Regions from separate parts of the Mus musculus genome. Here regions 2 and 3 are each linked to region 1. A link is a contact called in public Hi-C and HiChIP or PLAC-seq data. All regions are on one chromosome and are shown on one strand. Each heading gives the region's core, a stretch centred on a gene start, on an enhancer-like site or on the middle of the called end of the contact. The rest is flanking DNA. Distances are from core to core; before and after follow the strand shown. Region 1 holds the start of H2-Aa (histocompatibility 2, class II antigen A, alpha). Region 2 holds the start of Btnl2 (butyrophilin-like 2). Region 3 overlaps BC051142 (cDNA sequence BC051142).

Evidence for each region. A called contact is a pair of places that touch in the nucleus more often than the background predicts. HiChIP or PLAC-seq counts read pairs in DNA pulled down with a chosen protein or histone mark.
Region 2: an H3K4me3 HiChIP or PLAC-seq map of the 230-238 cell line shows a contact between it and region 1, with 2.6 times the contacts expected there. The contact joins the promoter of Btnl2 here to the promoter of H2-Aa in region 1. A contact is called at or near these places in 14 of 39 promoter capture datasets (the C10 cell line, the HPC-7 cell line, HPC-7-derived erythroid cells and 10 more), 1 of 15 datasets of contacts at CTCF or cohesin (CD8 T cells), 17 of 484 Hi-C or Micro-C datasets (B cells, CD4 T cells, bone marrow-derived macrophages and 11 more), 10 of 115 datasets of contacts at active chromatin or transcription factors (the 230-238 cell line, CD8 T cells, the HPC-7 cell line and 7 more) and 5 of 9 other capture datasets (adipose tissue, embryonic stem cells, liver and 2 more).
Region 3: a Hi-C map of bone marrow-derived macrophages shows a contact between it and region 1, with 31 read pairs. The contact joins the enhancer-like site here to the promoter of H2-Aa in region 1. A contact is called at or near these places in 5 of 39 promoter capture datasets (the HPC-7 cell line, cranial neural crest and embryonic stem cells), 3 of 484 Hi-C or Micro-C datasets (B cells, the HPC-7 cell line and bone marrow-derived macrophages), 1 of 115 datasets of contacts at active chromatin or transcription factors (CD8 T cells) and 3 of 9 other capture datasets (adipose tissue, liver and pancreatic islet).

Annotation. Positions count from the first base shown.
Region 1 is chr17:34,286,465-34,289,164 of GRCm38.p6, reverse strand. H2-Aa (histocompatibility 2, class II antigen A, alpha) reads left to right here and starts at 1,342. Exons shown (of 5, transcript NM_010378.3): 1 at 1,342-1,483. The coding sequence starts at 1,399.
Region 2 is chr17:34,353,379-34,356,078 of GRCm38.p6, reverse strand. Btnl2 (butyrophilin-like 2) reads right to left here and starts at 1,257. Exons shown (of 9, transcript NM_079835.2): 1 at 1,009-1,257.
Region 3 is chr17:34,410,068-34,412,767 of GRCm38.p6, reverse strand. The region is part of intron 1 of BC051142 (cDNA sequence BC051142); the gene reads right to left. Among named protein-coding and RNA genes, the nearest start is that of BC051142, 13 kb to the right of the region's middle. Within about 2 kb of position 1,432, at least 1 of the 459 cell types and tissues checked has an H3K27ac peak or open chromatin away from gene starts, as enhancers often do. A contact at or near this core is called in bone marrow-derived macrophages, where this site is marked.

The sequences.
Region 1 (2,700 bases), core at 93-2,592:
TCCAGGATCATCTCTCTTACTTAACATCATCTGGTTACAGATTTAATCACATCCACAAAATACCTCCACAGATACCTGGGTATTTGGCTGAATAGCAGGGCACTATAACCTAAACACTCAAAACTGGTCACTACTACTATCTAAAGGGAATTTTCCCTTATTCCACTAACAAATGGGTGCACGTAGAGAAACTCCGTGATTACCTTAATATGTTTGCCTAGAAGGAGGCAAAAGCTGCACCCAGCATCTACTTCATTGTGTCCAGGCAGATGCTGGGGTGTCCTGTCCCACCCCTCTGTGGTCCCCTTTGAAGTGCAAGGGCTTGCACACTCATCTCAGGAGGACAGAAGAGCTGGTCTCAAATGTCCAGGAGCTTGTGTTCTCCACAGAATGCAGAAAACTCAGTCTTCTATAAGCAAGAGAACCCACAATGGTTGCTGAGACTTAAGCCTCAGACTCCCACACTTTTCTGAAATGTCACATAAGGGGGCAGCAAATTTGGAAAATCCAGTAGTTTGTGAAAGAAAGATACTTTTCTAAGTTAGAAAAAAATCCTTTCTACCTGACACTAAATATAAAAATTAAAAAATATTTTAAGAATAACTGAGCTACCCATAACTTTCTTGTGTGTGTTCAGTGTCCCTAAATTTCCTTTAGAATACAAAGATTGCTCAAAAGGAGAGGTGAAATCTGGATAAAGCACTGTGCACTCCTCTAGGTGCCAGATAGGTCCTCACAGCTCTGTGTTCCATCTGGTAACACCAGGGCTACTGCCCAGAGCAAAGAACCTCACCAACCGGGTTTACACAAGCAGAAAGAGCAAAGCCATTGACTGACCACAGTCTGTGGGGACACCTTGGGTAGGTGGATCATCTCACAATTTGGAGTACTCTGCACACACTATGGGAAGAAATAAAGAAAAACCAGCTAACTCATGATGCATGCAAGCAAGAGAAAGTAACTGGGTGTCGAAGTTGGAGGGGCACCAGGAAAGAAATAAATTCGGGGGGGGGAGGCTTTCTGAACAGTGCAGCCCAGACAGTTATGAAGAACAATATTATTGTGGGTGAGTTCGCCTGTCCATGTTCAGAAATCCCCTCCTCTCTTGCCATCTGTGCACATAAGCACAAGAGAAAGAGTCTGACTTAGAACCCACTTCTTCCCAGGCACTCTCTCGGGTCTACTCTGAGTAGAGCCTGCAGCAGGTTCAGGGAGTTCCCCTAGCCTCTTCCAGGCCTCCTAATACAAAGTCTGCAGCTGGCAACTTTGACGTCATCACAAGAGAATTTTCTGATTGGTTCTGGCGAGTTTGGTTTGGGTGTGTGATCTCCTTGGCTGGATCCTCACAATCTCTTGAAGACTCAGGAGAGCAGCTTCAGAGACCTCCCAGAGACCAGGATGCCGCGCAGCAGAGCTCTGATTCTGGGGGTCCTCGCCCTGACCACCATGCTCAGCCTCTGTGGAGGTGAAGACGACATTGAGGGTGAGTTGTGCAGCTGAGGGATGCCTGGAGCCGGGCAATGGGAAACCCACAGAAGAGGGAGATACAAATTCTCAATATGAAGAGGTCTAACAACTGTGTGATCCATTCTTCAGGAGGCTCTGGTTGGTCAGCTCACAATCCACCAAACCATGATTCTACTAGTGGGCCCAGTGAGGGAAGGAAGAAATTGGGAATTGGGAGTGTTTCCCACGAATAAATGATTTTCATTACTGAAAATCTAATTTCCATAATTACTATGACTCTAAAATTTCTGTGAGTTTCTGAAGCCTTTGTACCTGTAGTGTACTCTGAGGAAAACCTTTCCGTGAATCATGTTCACAAATATACAGCAAATGCTTCCCTTGTGTGGTGGTTTCCACACACCTTTTTCAAGCTAGGAGCTGGCCCTGGTGGGAAGTGAGAGAAGGAGGTCACTATTTTACCCGACGATCTTAGTGGTTTTGGATTTCCTCACGTGTCAACTCACAAGTGACAAGTCAAATAAATATGTAGATGTGCTTTAAAAATAGTGAAGGCAACGCTGGGTGGGCCTGGCAGTGCTTGGCAGTAACTACGGTGCTAAGGTGCCCAAGCAGGAGGATTGTGAGTTCAAGGATAGCCTGATCCCCTAGTGAGATCATGTCTCAAGAATGTATCCATTCATTAGTAAATGCTTTAAATGCCATCTTCCTCTTTCTTTCCATTATAGATACCATTGAACATTTTTGTAACAAAGTAAGGAATGTGAGCTGCCTGTTCTATAGGCCATTTATACCCCATGAAGTTCTGTAACAACCCAGGCAAGCACAAGCTACAGGAGCCTGTGGCCTTCCTCCTGAGCTGCCCACCTCCCTCCACACTCTGCCGACATTCCATGTCCTCTGTCATATCTCTCCTTAACTCCACGCTGTTTTACAGGCGTGAATAGGAGCTTGTGTAAAATAGCAGTTGAAAAGTCAAATGTCTGAAACAGGAAGTGAAAGGGGTTGAGCGTCCTTGCAAAGAGTGGCTGCTCTCTTTCCAGCTTTGGCAGGAGATGGAAGTCTCACCTATCCCTCATGGAGGGTGGGTGGGGGTGGTGGCTTCTTTGTCCCCAATTTCTTCAGTGTCACACTAGGGCACCTTAATCTGGTGTGAGCGGGCACAGTGGGCACAGTTCTGAGGAACATATAACTGAAGGGCTACATGAAAATATCCCTACTTCTTTTTAATTTAGA
Region 2 (2,700 bases), core at 8-2,507, 67 kb before region 1:
TGCCTCCATCAGATTGGCCTATGAGCAAATCTGTGGGGGAATTTTTCTTAATTAACGATTGATGGGAAAGGACCCAGCCCACTGCGGGCAGTGCCACCCCTGGGCAGGTGGGCTTGCATGATGTAAAAAAACAAGCTGAGCAAGTCACAGAGGGCAAGCAGTGTTGCTCCATGGTCTCTGCCTCAGTGTCTGCCTCCAGGTTACTGCTTGGGTTCCTGCCTTGATTTCCCTTCATAGTGGTCTGCCAGCTGTAAGATGAAATTAACCCTTTCTTTCCTAGGTTGCTTTTGGTCTTGATATTTATCACAGCAATAGCAAGCAAACTAGGACTTCTGATGGCTATGCTATCTTAATAGACAACTAGCACCAAACCTGTCATCATCAGATCATGGCCTGGCCCCGTTCTTTTCAGTTGTTGATCACAGCTGACTCACTCACTCACATTTGAACTCTCACGATGGAGTTACACTGTACGTTATCCCTTAGGCTCCCCCTCAGGTCTCACTTAGTCCAGTTGGCTTCTAACTTGCAACACAGCCAAGGATGACCTTGAAGTCCTTCCTCTACCTCTCGTGAATCCTGAGATTGAAATTCCATACACCAGGAGGCAGATACTGAAGAGGATGAGGCAAGACAATGTCTGGTTTGAGGCCAACCTGAGCTGAAGGAAGTTTTTTGATTGGAAAGAAAAATCAGTCCTGAGCTAAAGAGACAATGATGTTAAAAAGAGGAAAAACTCAGCTTGTTGTGGTAGCTCACTATAATCTCAGCACCCAGAAGGCTGAGGCAGGAGGATTGCCATTTGTTGGAAGCCGGCATTGGCTATAGAGTGGGAGTCTGTCTCAAAACACTACTCTCTAAAAAATGTGCAGTGGAGATCAACAGGAAGTAAGAGCCATTTCCTGACAGGATGCTGACTCTACCTACTTCCTCATCTTAGTTGACTCCTCCCCACCCCACCCCCACTCCCATGTCCATCCTTCATGAGAGACTCTCCAAGCCACTCACCTGTTGCTCTTTCCTTTAGGGTGAAATGGAGGCTGTTGGTCTCACCCAGTCACAAGTGTGTCCTTCATTCACATAGCAGGTGTCTAAGGACAGGAGAGCATAGTGACTGGTGATGGAGCAGGCAAGGAAAGTGGAAGCGTCACCAGTTTGCGTGAAGGAAGATTTGAATGGTGTCAATCTGTAGGCAGAGTTGAGTCCCCGAGGGTCAGTCTAAAATGAGGCTCCAGTCAGAGCAGCACATTTACCTTCTGCTCAAAAGTGAAACTCAGAAGGAAGGCAGGTGGACTTTGGGCTCTGTTCTGATTCATCTAGCCTTCTAGACACAGTGATAATGTTGACCCTTATCTCTTCAGAACACCAGCACGCAGGCTGGACCCTGCTCCATGCCCTGTCCAGCAGGTAGGTGACCTGACATCTGGCAGTGGCCTAAATCATGGCTACTTTGTCCTGTCCTTCAGCTTGCTGAACTTCTATGATTCCCCATCTAGGGCCAAGCTCTCTCACAACACGGAGTCTGTGGACCCTCAGAGTGCAGAGCATGACTGTCTATCAGATACTCAACCTTCACCCTACTGAGTAGAAAACCAAGTCTAGGAGGGGATGTTCCCTGTCCAAGACCAGAACATCAGGCCAAGGTGCCTGTGTGTTTTTTCTTTGTTCTTTCTCTTTTACTGGAAAACAAAGGCTTCACCCAAGAAATGTAATAAGCTTTCTGATATAGCGTGTGGGTACAATGAGCATGGCTAGTAATGGAGGGCCTTGGACACCCCTGTTATGTGCTCTTCTTTCTTCAGTCCTTCTTGGGGATCCCCTAAATTCTCTTTCACACTATTGAGGGGTCTCCAGATCCACTTTCAAGAGCTGGGAAGAGCAGTTTTAAACTTATTTAGAAGAATGTTTGTTCTTCATTGTAAGAGCGTAACAGCACAGCATGCAAGGCAACAGTGTAACAGCACAGCATGCAAGGCAACAGTGTAACAGCACAGCATGCAAGGCAACAATGTAACAGCACAGCATGCAAGGTAACGGTGTAACAGCACAGCATGCAAGGTAACAGTGTAACAGCACAGCATGCAAGGCAACAGTGTAACAGCACAGCATGCAAGGTAACAGTGTAACAGCACAGCATGCAAGGTAACGGTGTAACAGCACAGCATGCAAGGTAACGGTGTAACAGCACAGCATGCAAGGCAACAGTGTAACAGCACAGCATGCAAGGCAACAGTGTAACAGCACAGCATGCAAGGCAACAATGTAACAGCACAGCATGCAAGGTAACGGTGTAACAGCACAGCATGCAAGGTAACAGTGTAACAGCACAGCATGCAAGGTAACAGTGTAACAGCACAGCATGCAAGGCAACAGTGTAACAGCACAGCATGCAAGGCAACAGTGTAACAGCACAGCATGCAAGGTAACAGTGTAACAGCACAGCATGCAAGGTAACAGTGTAACAGCACAGCATGCAAGGCAACAGTGTAACAGCACAGCATGCAAGGCAACAGTGTAACAGCACAGCATGCAAGGTAACTGTAACAAACAGCAAAGCATGCAAGGTAACAGTGTAACAAACAGCACAGCATGCAAGGTAACAGTGTAACAAACAGCACAGCATGCAAGGTAACAGTGTAACAAACAACACAGCATGCAAGGTAACAGTGTAACAGCATAGCATGCAAGGTAACAGTGTAA
Region 3 (2,700 bases), core at 183-2,682, 120 kb before region 1:
GTGCTATGATAAATATGGAAGCAGGGAGAAGCCCTGAATCCCACCTGCACTGTAAGAACATAGAATGACAGTGTACAGTAACCATCAATAAAGAGCATTCCAGGAACTCATTGGCAGGACGCTTCTAGCCTGTGGAAGACCCTATATTCAATCCCTGCTGCCTGAAAACAAGAAAACACACACCACAAAAATCCCCAGAGGGTCCAAGATTCCACCAAAAAGCATCCAGGTTCTAGGCATCATCTTGGAACCAAGCCTTCAAGGCCCAGAGAGCCCCATGACCACTGAGCCTTCAGAGACCAGTTGCTCCCTGGTCAAACAGCAGCACATGGGACTACTAGAGCCACATACAACATGAAGATATGCTGTGCTTTGCTGTACATGTACCCTCACGTCATGCCACACCTGCCAGTGCTACCTGACACACCTCAGCTCAAGCCAGAAGCTATCCTTTGCTGTGCCTGTAGTGCTTTCGATGTATTGACAGTTTTCCTCTTCTATGGAACAAGGTGCTGTGACTGGCAGATTTAAGTTAAAGACTTAGTATTTCCCAGAGCAGCTCTCCTGCCAGGTGGGGCCAAATCAGAGCATCTTTGGATTGTGTTGTATTGGACAAATACATATCTCATTAGCCTGCAAAATGGCTTTCACTTTCAGTTATTTATTTAAAGCATATTTTATTTTAAATTATGTATATGAGTGTGTGCCAGTGGCGAAGTCTGCATGTTGGTATGTGTGCATGAGTGCAGGTACCCATGCAAGTCAGAAGTAATCTTCCTGGAGTTGGAGTTATAGGTGTTGTGAGCTATTGCTAGCCAACCTCAGGTCCTCTGCAAGATCAGCAAGTGCTCTTAGCCATCTCTCCACCCTGCATCCTTCTTAATATATGGCAATAAAAAAAATATATACACACACACACACACACACACACATATATATATATATATATATATTTCAAATAATTGTTTTACAAGAAAGTTCTTTATCATCTGTGAGCATTTGATTTGCATGCCAATCACGTGTCCCTATCTTCCTGGGTCAGGCAACACTAAAATTCCACGGGACAGTATTGTTATTGTTATAGGCTGACATATTTAAGAGGTCCCACACATTCAACATACTGCTCTTTACCCTATATGTGCCACCTGAGCCCCTTCCTTCTGGGTGAACACCTCCTTCTCAGTTTTCTGCATTGAAACCTGATGGTGACAAATGATGTCTTCCTCTCTCTGAAGAGAAGGGGAGTTCTGCTCTGGCTTCTTTGAGAAGGCAGCAGTTAGCCCAACATTAGCCCTTCAAGGATAATCTGCCCCCATCTCCCACTCCCTCTGGAAGCCTGTGGCTTTATCAGTGCTCGGAGTTGGCCTCTGCCACACAGCTTCGCTCTAAAATGAAAATTGATGTGTTATCCACAGGTATCCACCAGGGGGCACTCACCTCCCATCAGACAGTGAGCGTGTGTAGGTGGGGCACGCATGCTGCCAGCTTCATGTAGGCACATAGCTGCTAACGGGCACAAAACTGCCTTTGGGTTTAATGACTATTTCTTTCTATGGTTGTCAGAACATGACTTAGTTACTTCTGGTGTCTGAGATCTCTATCTGAGATTAGCTCCTCAATATTGGTGCTGTACGGGCTTACAAGGATATGATATTTGGAATGTCAGTACAACTCGAGGAGCGCACCTCCATCCGTACACACTCCGTGGATTGCTGGTTACACATTTAAGTTGATTTTACTTCTATAAAACATTGTTACTGTAAGGAAATGCTACTTATTTTGTGCTATTAGTTAGGAACATATTCATCAGCTGGGATAGGTTATCAGTGAATTGAATACCAAAAGGCTCTACTGCTTAGTTTTAATAAAATAAGAAACATTCCAGTCACAGGATTTACAGAATGGATTGTAAATATGTCTACTGGTCAGGTTGATTTCTATTATGTGCATGTGGTGTGTGTGTGTGTGAGTGTGTGTGTGTGCATGTGGTGTGTGTGTGTGTGTGTGAGAGAGAGAGAGAGAGAATGCAAAAGTGTGTGACAGTGTGCACATGTATATGTGTGTGCGTGTCACAGCCAGATGTCAATTAGGATGTCATTCCTCAGAAGCCATGTACCTTATTTGAGACAGGCTCTCTCACTGTGACATAGGGCTTGCTGGTTAGGCTGGTGTGCCTGGCCAGCAGGCCTCAGGGATCCACCTGCCTCAGCCTCTCCAGTGCTGGGATTATATTTGGGTGTCATGAGTCTAGCTTTTTATAGTGGTTCTGAAGATCAAGCTGAGGGCATCATGCTTGTGTTGTAAGCCCTTTCTCAACGGAGCCATCTCCCCAGCCTCAGATTGATCAGTTCTTATTCTGTCCACACCACATGCAACTGCATAATAGTAAGTTAGTGGAATATTGAAATGAATTTGAAGGAAAAAAATTTCCTACGGGGACCTTGTAGATCACAAGTCTGTGATTTTAGCTACTTCAGAGGGTAAGATGGGAGTATCACAAGTTCAAAGTTATCTGCCAAACAGTGAGTCCTGTAAAAGTAAAAAGAGATCTGGGCCTGTAGCTCAGTGGAAGTCACTTGCTCAGCATGCATGTGGTCTTAGGTTCAACCCCTAGTACTTTAATCTGCCCAGAGTTAGCTTGATCTTTAAAGGGGCCAGCTCTTTTGCCATGGTGCAGTTGACAGGAGATCTAGATGGGGA